2 separate regions of the Oryctolagus cuniculus genome follow, and region 2 is linked to region 1. The links are chromatin contacts, called in public Micro-C maps. All regions are on one chromosome and are shown on one strand. The core of a region is the stretch at or near the end of the contact, and the rest is flanking DNA. Distances in the headings are between cores, read along the strand shown. Region 1 holds the start of UBE2H (ubiquitin conjugating enzyme E2 H). Region 2 has its middle 32 kb from the start of ZC3HC1.

Region 1 (4,523 bases), core at 2,001-4,500:
GTGGCCAATTAGTTACACAGCCTCTTCGCTCGCTACCCCCACACGGCTTCTTCCCTACTCTGTAGGCTCCCTTGCCAGGCTGTAAATCCTGGTGGTGTAATTGCGCTCAGGAGACACCCAAAAATGGGCTGAAAGAGGAGACTGCAATGAAGCCAGCTATCAGCCTCCACACCAAGGAAACCATCCAGGAGCAATGAGGGGCAGCAGGCATTACACATTCCTGCAAACCTTTTCTTTCTACTTCCTCTCAACCATCTTTCATTTTCAACCCCCGGCCCTTTCACACAATTGCACACGTTTTAGTAGTGGGTTGGGGAATTCTCCTGAACCGAACCGTTTTTGCTAAATATACCTTGTACTCAAAAAAAAAAAAAAAAAAAAAAGAATTATTGGCTCCCTTTGGGCCTACTGAGGCAAATTCAACAGGGAAAAGGAGGCCACAAAATCCCTCACCCCTACCACACACACACACACACACTCGAAAATTTTAACTTCCAAACTATGCGAGATCAGAAAATCACACACACAAAGCTGACCTCCGGCCTCCCCGCTATCTGCCATCTACTGCCATCTACGAGACCCGCGATTTTAAAGCCGCCCCTGCTTTCTTTTGTCAGAAAGGAGGAAGGTGGGGAAAGAACAGAAGGCCAGAGCATCTTTGCCTTTCTTCATCTTCTACTAAAAATAAGCTATGAAATAAGCCACTTAGGGGAAAAGAAAAAAAAAGACACCCTGCTGTTCTTTGTCTGTTTTCTTCTCCCTCTGTCCCCCCTCCCCGCCCCACTCCTAAATGCCGTAATCATTCTAGATGCCACAACTACTCAATGAACAAAAGGCACCGTATGGAAAAGGCATCAGGTCAAGTTAGGCCTCACTCTTTTCCTCAATCTGTTAAAAATTTATGTACGTACATAATCTGACATCGATCACAAACAGCTGGAATTCTCTGCCCCCCATCCCAATCACACATTAAGTAGAAATTTGCATTAGGTGTGACAGTAACTCTCAATTCAAGGTAAAAATAACTCATTTCTACCACCATGTCATTTCCTAGTTTCTAAACAAAAATAAAACCCAAAACTGCTTTGTCTAAAATACACCCACAGTCATAGTTACAACCTTATAAAACTCCAATATTACTGGTATCATTCACATATTGACAAAACAATCCCAGCCATAAACACCTCACAGTTGATTTCACTTGTGCCTAGCCATGTGTTATTTGCACATTATACTCTATCACTTGCTTGTGTCTAATCCCTATGCCCACCCCCCAAAATCTTAAAACTCCAAACCCTAAACTCAGAAGTTCACCTACTGTTCCTAATTCCTAGCCAAGTCTTCCCTGGGTGAGGAGAAAAACATCTTAACAAAAAGATTATTAAAAAAAAAAAAAAAAACAGTAATAATCTCTTGCCCAGGCAACTTCCCTCCCATCCCCCACCTCCAAACCATATGCAAAAACTACTTTTAAAAACTTCTGCAGATCCCATCACTGAGTGTTTGACCATCATCTATCCCTACAAAGAAGTAAAACAGTCGATCGGAAATGGCAACAAATAAAAGCCAGGAAGAATTCACCTGAAGAATCTGGCCCGGCAACCTGAGTTATATAAACAAAACCCTGCAACAGGGGGCAATGGGGGGGATGGGGTGAGGGCCAAAGACAAACAGGAGACACTTTTTTTTCTTAAACAGCCTTTCACACCCTACCCCCTAACCCCCCCCTCCCCAGGGCTTAGTTGTTCCCCACATGAGGGCCCCCCTCAATCTCTAACTTATCCCCTCCAAAGCCAGATTCCTTGATTTGTCACAGGAACTTTCGCGAATTTCTCTAGCTGGTCATGAAATAATCAGCCTGGACTCCAACCAGAACCCTTGCCTGCTGGGGGGGGTGGGGGGCTCCCCCCCACTGCAACCTCCAGGGAGAATAAAGTTGGGGCGGGGGCAGGGCGAGTACTCCCCAGGAACCTTAGCCTCACGCGGGGAGTTCTGCTTGGGTGGGTGGTTCTCGGGGGGCTGTCTCCTAGGGAGGCCTGCTCTCCCTGCCCCCAGCTGTCACAGCCACAACATGGAGGGAGGCTGGCCGCAGGGCCCGGGGGTCCTCACCGCACGCGAGCACGGGTGGGATAGGCTTTGTCAGGAGGGTCCTGCCAGGACCAGCCACCGCACCAGGAGTCCCTCATTTAAAAAACACACCGAGCTCTTTATTAGCAAAGGGGGCCCTGCGCCGACTACTCTCTTCCTAATATAGAAAGGAATTAGGGATAAAGAAGGTCGCTGGAGTTACCCCAGTTCAAGAGGCATTGTGAGAGCAGGGAATGGGGGCATCTACAGGGAGAAAGGCCTCCCTCTCGGGAAATGTCTGCCTGGAGTCCCGAAATACAGAGCGAACAAACAGAAAAGAGAGACCCTGACGGTGGGCCCAGCGGTAGACAGAGTGAGGCGGCTGGTCCTGGGGGAAGAAAAAAAAAAAAAAAAAAAGAGGCCGTATTGGGAGCCCCAAAGAAAAGTCACGGGCGCTGGAGGGGCGGGGGGGGGGGTTGCAGGAAGAGCAGGAGCTACGCATATTGTGGGGTGCTGCAGATAAAGGGGAGCTGAACAGGCCCTCGCTTCCTGGGAGGCGCCGGGAGCCGCCGTGGGCGCCGCGGGAGGAGGGGGCAGTGGCCTGGGGTGCCCCGGGGCCCTCGGCCGAGCCTCAGGGGTCCCCACGCCGGCCCCCCCACCACAGCCACGATCCCCCGCCTCGAAGGATACAGCTTGACCACGTCCGTGTCCATCCGCCTCTTGCCGGGACTGGGGGATGACATGGTGTCGCCGCCGCCTCCCCGTCGCCTGCGCCGCCGCTGCCTCTCTCCGGTCCTCGGCCCCGTCTGTCAAGGGCCCGGCCCCGGCTCTGAGGAGCCCGCGGCCGCGCCGGCTCCTCGGCGGAGGTGGCAACACCCCCGATCCCGTCGGGTCCCGTCGGGTCCCGTCAGCCGCCGCCGCCGCCCCCCGCACGGGGGAACACCGGCCCGGTTCGGCCGAGTGGGGGTGGGGACCCCGCGGCGCCCGGCTCCGCCGCTCTCTCCGGCTGTGGGGCCGCCCCGGCGCCCCGCCGCGCCACGCTCCCTCCGGCCCGCTCTAGCTCGCTCGCCCGATCGCCACTCGCCCGCGCACCCCTCGCCGACTCCTGGCAGCCTGCACGACAGGCGGACGACTCCTGCTCGGTCGGCCTCTCTACCCCAGCCTCGCTCTGGACGCCGTGACGTCACCTCTGTGACGTCATCCGAGGGGCGGGCCCGGACGGCGAGAGGGGTGGGGCGCCGCCGCGCCGTGGGCTTTCCCGGGGACTTATGGGATATGTAGTTCCTCTTTCTCCTGCCCTCTCCGTCCTCTGTCCCCTCCCCCCAACCTTCCCCACACACTTTGTCGCTCAACCGCCAATGTGTTACCGTCGTCCTAGACGTTCATAGTAAATAATGGCAACGTTATGACACCCGCGTGTGTTTTAGGGAATGAACCGCCTTCGCACACAGTCGGCTTTAAAGGCTGTTTATTTGATTTGGGGGAGGCCAAAGTGGCAATTATTCAGACAGACGCCCAGATCTGGAAAGCCCCTGCCCTCCTCAGGTGAAGAGAATTTGCAGGATTGCAGAGGAGAGCAAGGCTTCCCCGCAGTTTGCAAATCAGGGCCATTACCTTTCACGTGTTCAAGGCCACGATTTCAAGGATCAGAGTGGAGGCAGCAAGGTGGTAAGGCCAGAAACAACTTAGAACTAACACCCTTATTCAGAATTTGAGATCACAAGGTGAGCGACCCCTAGAAGCTGGGACGGCTCGAATATGCTAGAGTTCACGGCAAAGATTCTCCCATCCTCCAAACGCCTGCACGCACCTCTTACACTGCCTCGGTATCAATAAATAATAATAATTAAGCCCCTCCTGGGGGCTCTCACTTTGGGGGACACGAGGCTATCGTGAGGAACTAAACAAGGCTAAACGCGCACAGCCCTCCCAGTCTGTGTGAGCTACGGCATGAACGTCACCTGGGAACTTGTTAGAAATGCAGACGTGAGCTTCCCCTCAAACCTATGAAATTAGGAGGTGCAGCTTAACAAGCTCCCCAGGTGATCCCTGTGCACAGTGAAGCTGGAGAGACAAAGAGGGCAGGAGACAGGGTTCCAGGCATCGCCCATATCCATGTCAGCTTTCCTGAAGTTTCCAGCTGTCCCCTTGCTCCTGTGAATCCACTTGTACTTTGTCAGCCCCTGTGCTGGGGGCTGTGTCCGCTTACGTAACTGCCTACACACAACGCGTGCACCTGGGCCAGCAGCCATCGGTGAAGTTGAATATTGTCTGCTCCTACAGTCCCATCCCTCAAAAGGCCTGGCTATTTTTTTTTTTCACTGCTAAATGTATATAACGTAAAATTTAGCATTGCAGTATGTAACTCGGAAGCATTAAATAGATTCACCGTGCTCGAAGCCATCGCTACTCTCCAGTTCCAGGACTTTTTCATCACCCCCAACAGAAACTGTGTA
Region 2 (4,564 bases), core at 988-3,487, 52 kb after region 1:
GAGGAGGGCTGGGGACAGCCCCTGACCGACCATGGCTGCCCCTGGCTGCGCGGGGCCCCGGGGCCCTGTTTGGGGCCCTTTCCAGGCCGACCCAGGCGGCCCAGTGAGTTGGCAGGTTCACCACAGAGGATGTGAGGTCATGTCTTAGTCAGCAGGGCCTAACACGGCTGTCCTCCACCCGCGCCCCGCCCCTCCCGCCCTCAGGGCACTGTCTGTCCCAGGCTCACCTGTGACCCTTGCAAAGACGCTTGAGGGCCTGCGGGTGCCAGCGCAGGCCTCTGAGGAGTGGGAGGCCCCAGGCAGCCCACTGTCGGGACCCTGGCCTCAGCTGCTCCCTGGGGGCCTACAGCTCTCTCTCTGGGAGCAGCGCGAGCCTCATCCCCACGCCATAGGCTCACTGCTGGCCAACATTGCGCCGGTGGCTTCACAGCGGGCCCCATGCGAGCGCAAGTACACTGGCCAGCCAGTGGGCCTGGGAGGTGGTCCCAGCTCCCAGTCTCCTAGGGGAACAAGCTCTCCCCCCCCCCCCCCGCAGGCCCCCCAAGGCCCCCACATCTCCGCTCTGAAGCAACAGGGGCTTCTCACTTTCGGAAAAACTGTTCTCCGCCCCTCTCGTGACTTCAGGGCACTTTATTGTGAAATACAGCACCTGTCTGCTTCCTCCTTTTACTCTGGAACCCCTCTCCCCCGGGGCTGAGCCCTGCCCCAGCAGACCTGGGGGTGCAGGGAGGGGCTGGTGGGTGGGGGGCAGGGGAGGAGGCAGCTGCTGCCCTGGCTGCTGGCCACCTCTTGCTTTCGTATGGGATGCATAGAAGTCATTATCCGGGCTCTGGGGCTCTTACCCCAGGACGGAATCTGGGCTCCGGGCTGTTTGTCAGGCCCTGGCCAGGCTCTTGCTCCATTTCAGGGCCTGACTGTAGACCTAAAGTGTGTCCACCTCGCTTTCTGAGGGCAGGCCAGGCAGGAGGTGCTGGCACGGGCCTGGCTCGGCGGGCAGACGTTCCAGGCTCCCGGCAGCCTGCTGGACCAGCTCCAGGAGGGTGACTCAGGTAGGCTGTGCTGGACAAACAAGCCCGGATTCTCAGCCCAGCGGGCGAGGCCTGCCGTGAGCTCTCACTGCACCGCCGCCTCCCCGGGGTTTCCTGATGCTGCTGCACTGGCCTTGGGGCTGCACCACCAGCACCCGCGCTGTCTAAGGATGGTGTGAGGACGCCGGGTTGAACGAGCTCTACCTGGAGCAAAGACAGTCCGATGAGGAAATTCACGGCTGCCTCTTTTTCCTGACCCCCTCCCCAGGGGCCGGCGCTGCGGCCTAGCGGGTAAAGCCACTGCCTGCAGTGCCAGCATCCCCATGTGGGCGCCGGTTCAAGTCCTGGCTGCTCCACTTTTGATCCAGCTCTCTGCTATCCCATATAGGATGGGGCAGGTGTCCTGCACAGTGGTTAAGTCACCACGTAGGCCACTCTCATGCCATGGCTGAGTGTATGGTTTGAGTCACTGCTACTCTGCTTCTGTATCAGCTTCCCTGCTACTGTGCACCCTGGGAGGAGGCAGACGATGGCTCAAATGCTTGGCTCACCCCTATGGGAGACCTGGATGGAGTTCCTTGCTTCTGACTTCAGCCTGGCCCATCCCCAACTGTTGTGGGCATCCGGGGAGTGAACTAGAGAATAAAAGTGTGTGCGCTCTCTCTCTCTCTCTGGCTTTAAAATATAATGAAAATAAATAATTAAAATAAAACAAAAATGACTAGCTAACACTGAGCATTCACAATGTATAGGCACTGGTTTAAGATTAAATATATATATATTATATATATGTATTTATTTGAAAGGCAAAGTTACTGAGGGGGGAGAGGTAAAGGCAGAGAGAGGAAATCTTTCATCCGCTGGTTCACTCCTCAAGCAGCCACAATGGCCTGGTTTGGGCCAGGCAGAAGCCAGGAGCCAGGAACTTCATCTGGGTCTCCCCCGTGGGTGCAAGGGACCAAGCACTTGGGCCATCCTCCACTGCTTTCCCAGGCGCATTAGCAGGAAGCTGGATTGGAAGTGAAGCAGTTGGGAATCAAACCGGCGCCCGTCTGGGATGCCAGCATCACACCGCCAGTCCCACGGGCACTGTTCTAAGCGTCTCACACATCCCATTTAATTCTCAAAACAGCCCCACGACTAGTATTGTCCTCACCAGACAGATGCAGGCTCGGAGGAGCTGGCTCAGAAGCACACAGCCAGGGACCAGCGAGTTGAGATCTGAACCCAGACCCTGGATGTGGCCCACCTTGCTGCCTCCACCTGCCAGCTGCTGACCCCGGAGCCGGTGTTCTCAGCCTGCACAGGGGACTGTCTCTCTTGTGCTCCACCATGGGATGACAATGCAGGAAGGAGACCTAGTGGGGCCCCAGGGTTCCAGGCATAGCTCAGCTTCCATCCACCATGATTGTGGCTGTCACCTCCCCCGGTAGCACTGCAGGGGGGCGGTGGACTTATGCCATGTGGCCTTTGGCTGTCCCCGCCATCACCACTGTCCCTCTTCCTCTGGGCCACCCTGTTGTGTGGCCCCGTCTTGGTCCAGGGCAGCCCGCCACACGTGGAGGAGGGCAGTGACCAACTCATGACCGGCTGCCGCTGACTAATGGAGCCAAGCTGCTTCCCCACTCCACGCCTTGGTTTCCCCACTCGATGCAGTGGCGACAGTGACCTCTTTATGCTCGGTGCTACCACGAGTCAGGGTTAATTAGCATGAGTCACAGGCTCTGGAATCCTCACCAGCAAAGGGCCATCTGCCGGCTCTGCCGCGGCTGGGATGACGCACGGCTCTGGCTCGTGGCCCCGTGAACACATCCCCAATCCCCAAGATGCTTCACTGCTTGCTTAGCTTAGTGGGCCGGCCGTGGGGTGAGCCGGCTGCCACTCGGGGCTTTCCGTGTGCACCAGGACAGCTGCTGCCAATGGCTGGGGTGGGCATTGCAGAAAATACCCCTTGCTACTTGTGTCTCTGTTCCTAACCCTGACCTTAAATTCAGGTACATTTATTAATTCTTGCCTCCAGCCCCTCAAGGCGTATCCATGGGCTCCCTAAGGGTCATGTCAGTGCTTCTCATCTCTATTTCTGTCCCTGCCTTAGATTGAGGGGAAGCAGGCGGCTGTAGGTTGGGTTAGGAGAGAAGAAATGTAACAAATAAGGACAAAGAGTGATACTGGCGAGAACAGGCCATTTGAAAGGAAAAGAAAAAAAAAAAGCGCTCCAAAGCCCACCGCGTGGATCCGCCCAGTCTGCTATTAAGGGGATTCATGGAACGCTGGGGACATCTTGTGGCTCTGCTGGGTACTGCAGGCATTGCAGCTCGGCACCGAGAGACCACACTGTCCCTTGCATGTCAAGCAGGCTATCCCAGCTCTTGGAGACCTGGGAGACAGACTCACGATCCTTAAAGAGTGCAGATTTTCTAGTCCCTTACTGTCCGAGAAGTCCCATCTCCCCTGACATCTAGGTATACAGAAGAAAGTCTCACTTCTGCTTTCACATTCATTTCCCCTGCCTGTTAGAGAAGGAGCGACTTAGCTCCAGCAACACCAGGAAGCCCGTAACTGGGCTGGAGGCTTTCCGAGTGGCATTAAGTGCCCCAGAAGGGAGATGAAGGATGTAGGACACTGCCGAGCCTTGAGCAACTCCAGGGTGGGCTTTGTCCCCTCTGTGACAGACTGGTGGCACAAGTGGCCACTTCTTTGTCTCCTTTAACTGTGAACAAGGGGCCGACACGGGGTGCATCAGCTCAAGCCGCCACTTGCGGGACTGGTTCCATGCTGGAGCGCCGCTTCATGTCCTGGGGCTGCTCTGCTCTGGGTCCAGCGCCTTGATCGTGCGCAGGGCAAAGCAGCGGAAGAGGACCCCAAGTAGGGCCCCTGCACCCATGTGGGAGACCTGGGTGAAGTTCCTGGCTCCTGGCGTCAGCCTGGCTCAGTCATTGTGGTCATTTGGGGAGTGAACCAGTGGGTGGAAAATCACTGTCACTCTTTCAAATAAACGAATTTTTTTTTTAAACCCACATGCCAGTCTGTCGCGTGGCTGTTCGGAAGTGCACAGCCGGCTGCGTTAGCTGTGCGCACGTTCACTGCACATCAGCGTCCAGATCGTTTTCATCGCCCCTCCCCCTCCCCCTGCCCCAGCCCCTGGGAACCACATCCTGCTGTTTCTAGGAGTCTGACCACTAGACATTTCACGGAAGAATCAGAGACCTTCCAGGACTGGCTGACATCCTCCAGGTGCACCCCCCGCTGCAGTGTGGGGGCAGGACCCCTTCATTTAAAGATCGAATACTCTGCCACTGTTATGTGCAAACCACACGCTCCTCCATCCGTCCCTGGACACCCAGGCTGCCTCCACATCTTCGCTGTGTGCCGCAAGGAACATGGGCGTGCTGCCGTTTCTTTTTTGACATCTGTGAAGACTCAATGCAGAACGGGTTAACTGGGGGTGGGCACTGTGGCACAGCCGGCCAGGGCACCACGTGAGATCCCCCATCCCGTACCAGAGTGCTGGTCCAAGGTTACTCCACTTCCCAGCA

The links. Hi-C and Micro-C count contacts between places; a contact is called where the count stands out from the background.
Region 2: a Micro-C map of ear pinna shows a contact between it and region 1, with 7 times the contacts expected there. The contact joins the enhancer-like site here to the promoter of UBE2H in region 1. A contact is called at or near these places in 2 of 6 Hi-C or Micro-C datasets (ear pinna and embryonic fibroblasts).

What each region holds. Positions count from the first base shown.
Region 1 is chr3:166,116,705-166,121,227 of mOryCun1.1, forward strand. UBE2H (ubiquitin conjugating enzyme E2 H) reads right to left here and starts at 3,251. Exons shown (of 5, transcript XM_008258202.4): 1 at 2,758-3,251. The coding sequence starts at 2,810.
Region 2 is chr3:166,169,639-166,174,202 of mOryCun1.1, forward strand. No RefSeq gene overlaps it. Among named protein-coding and RNA genes, the nearest start is that of ZC3HC1, 32 kb to the right of the region's middle. Within about 2 kb of position 2,238, at least 5 of the 8 cell types and tissues checked have an H3K27ac peak or open chromatin away from gene starts, as enhancers often do. A contact at or near this core is called in ear pinna, where this site is marked.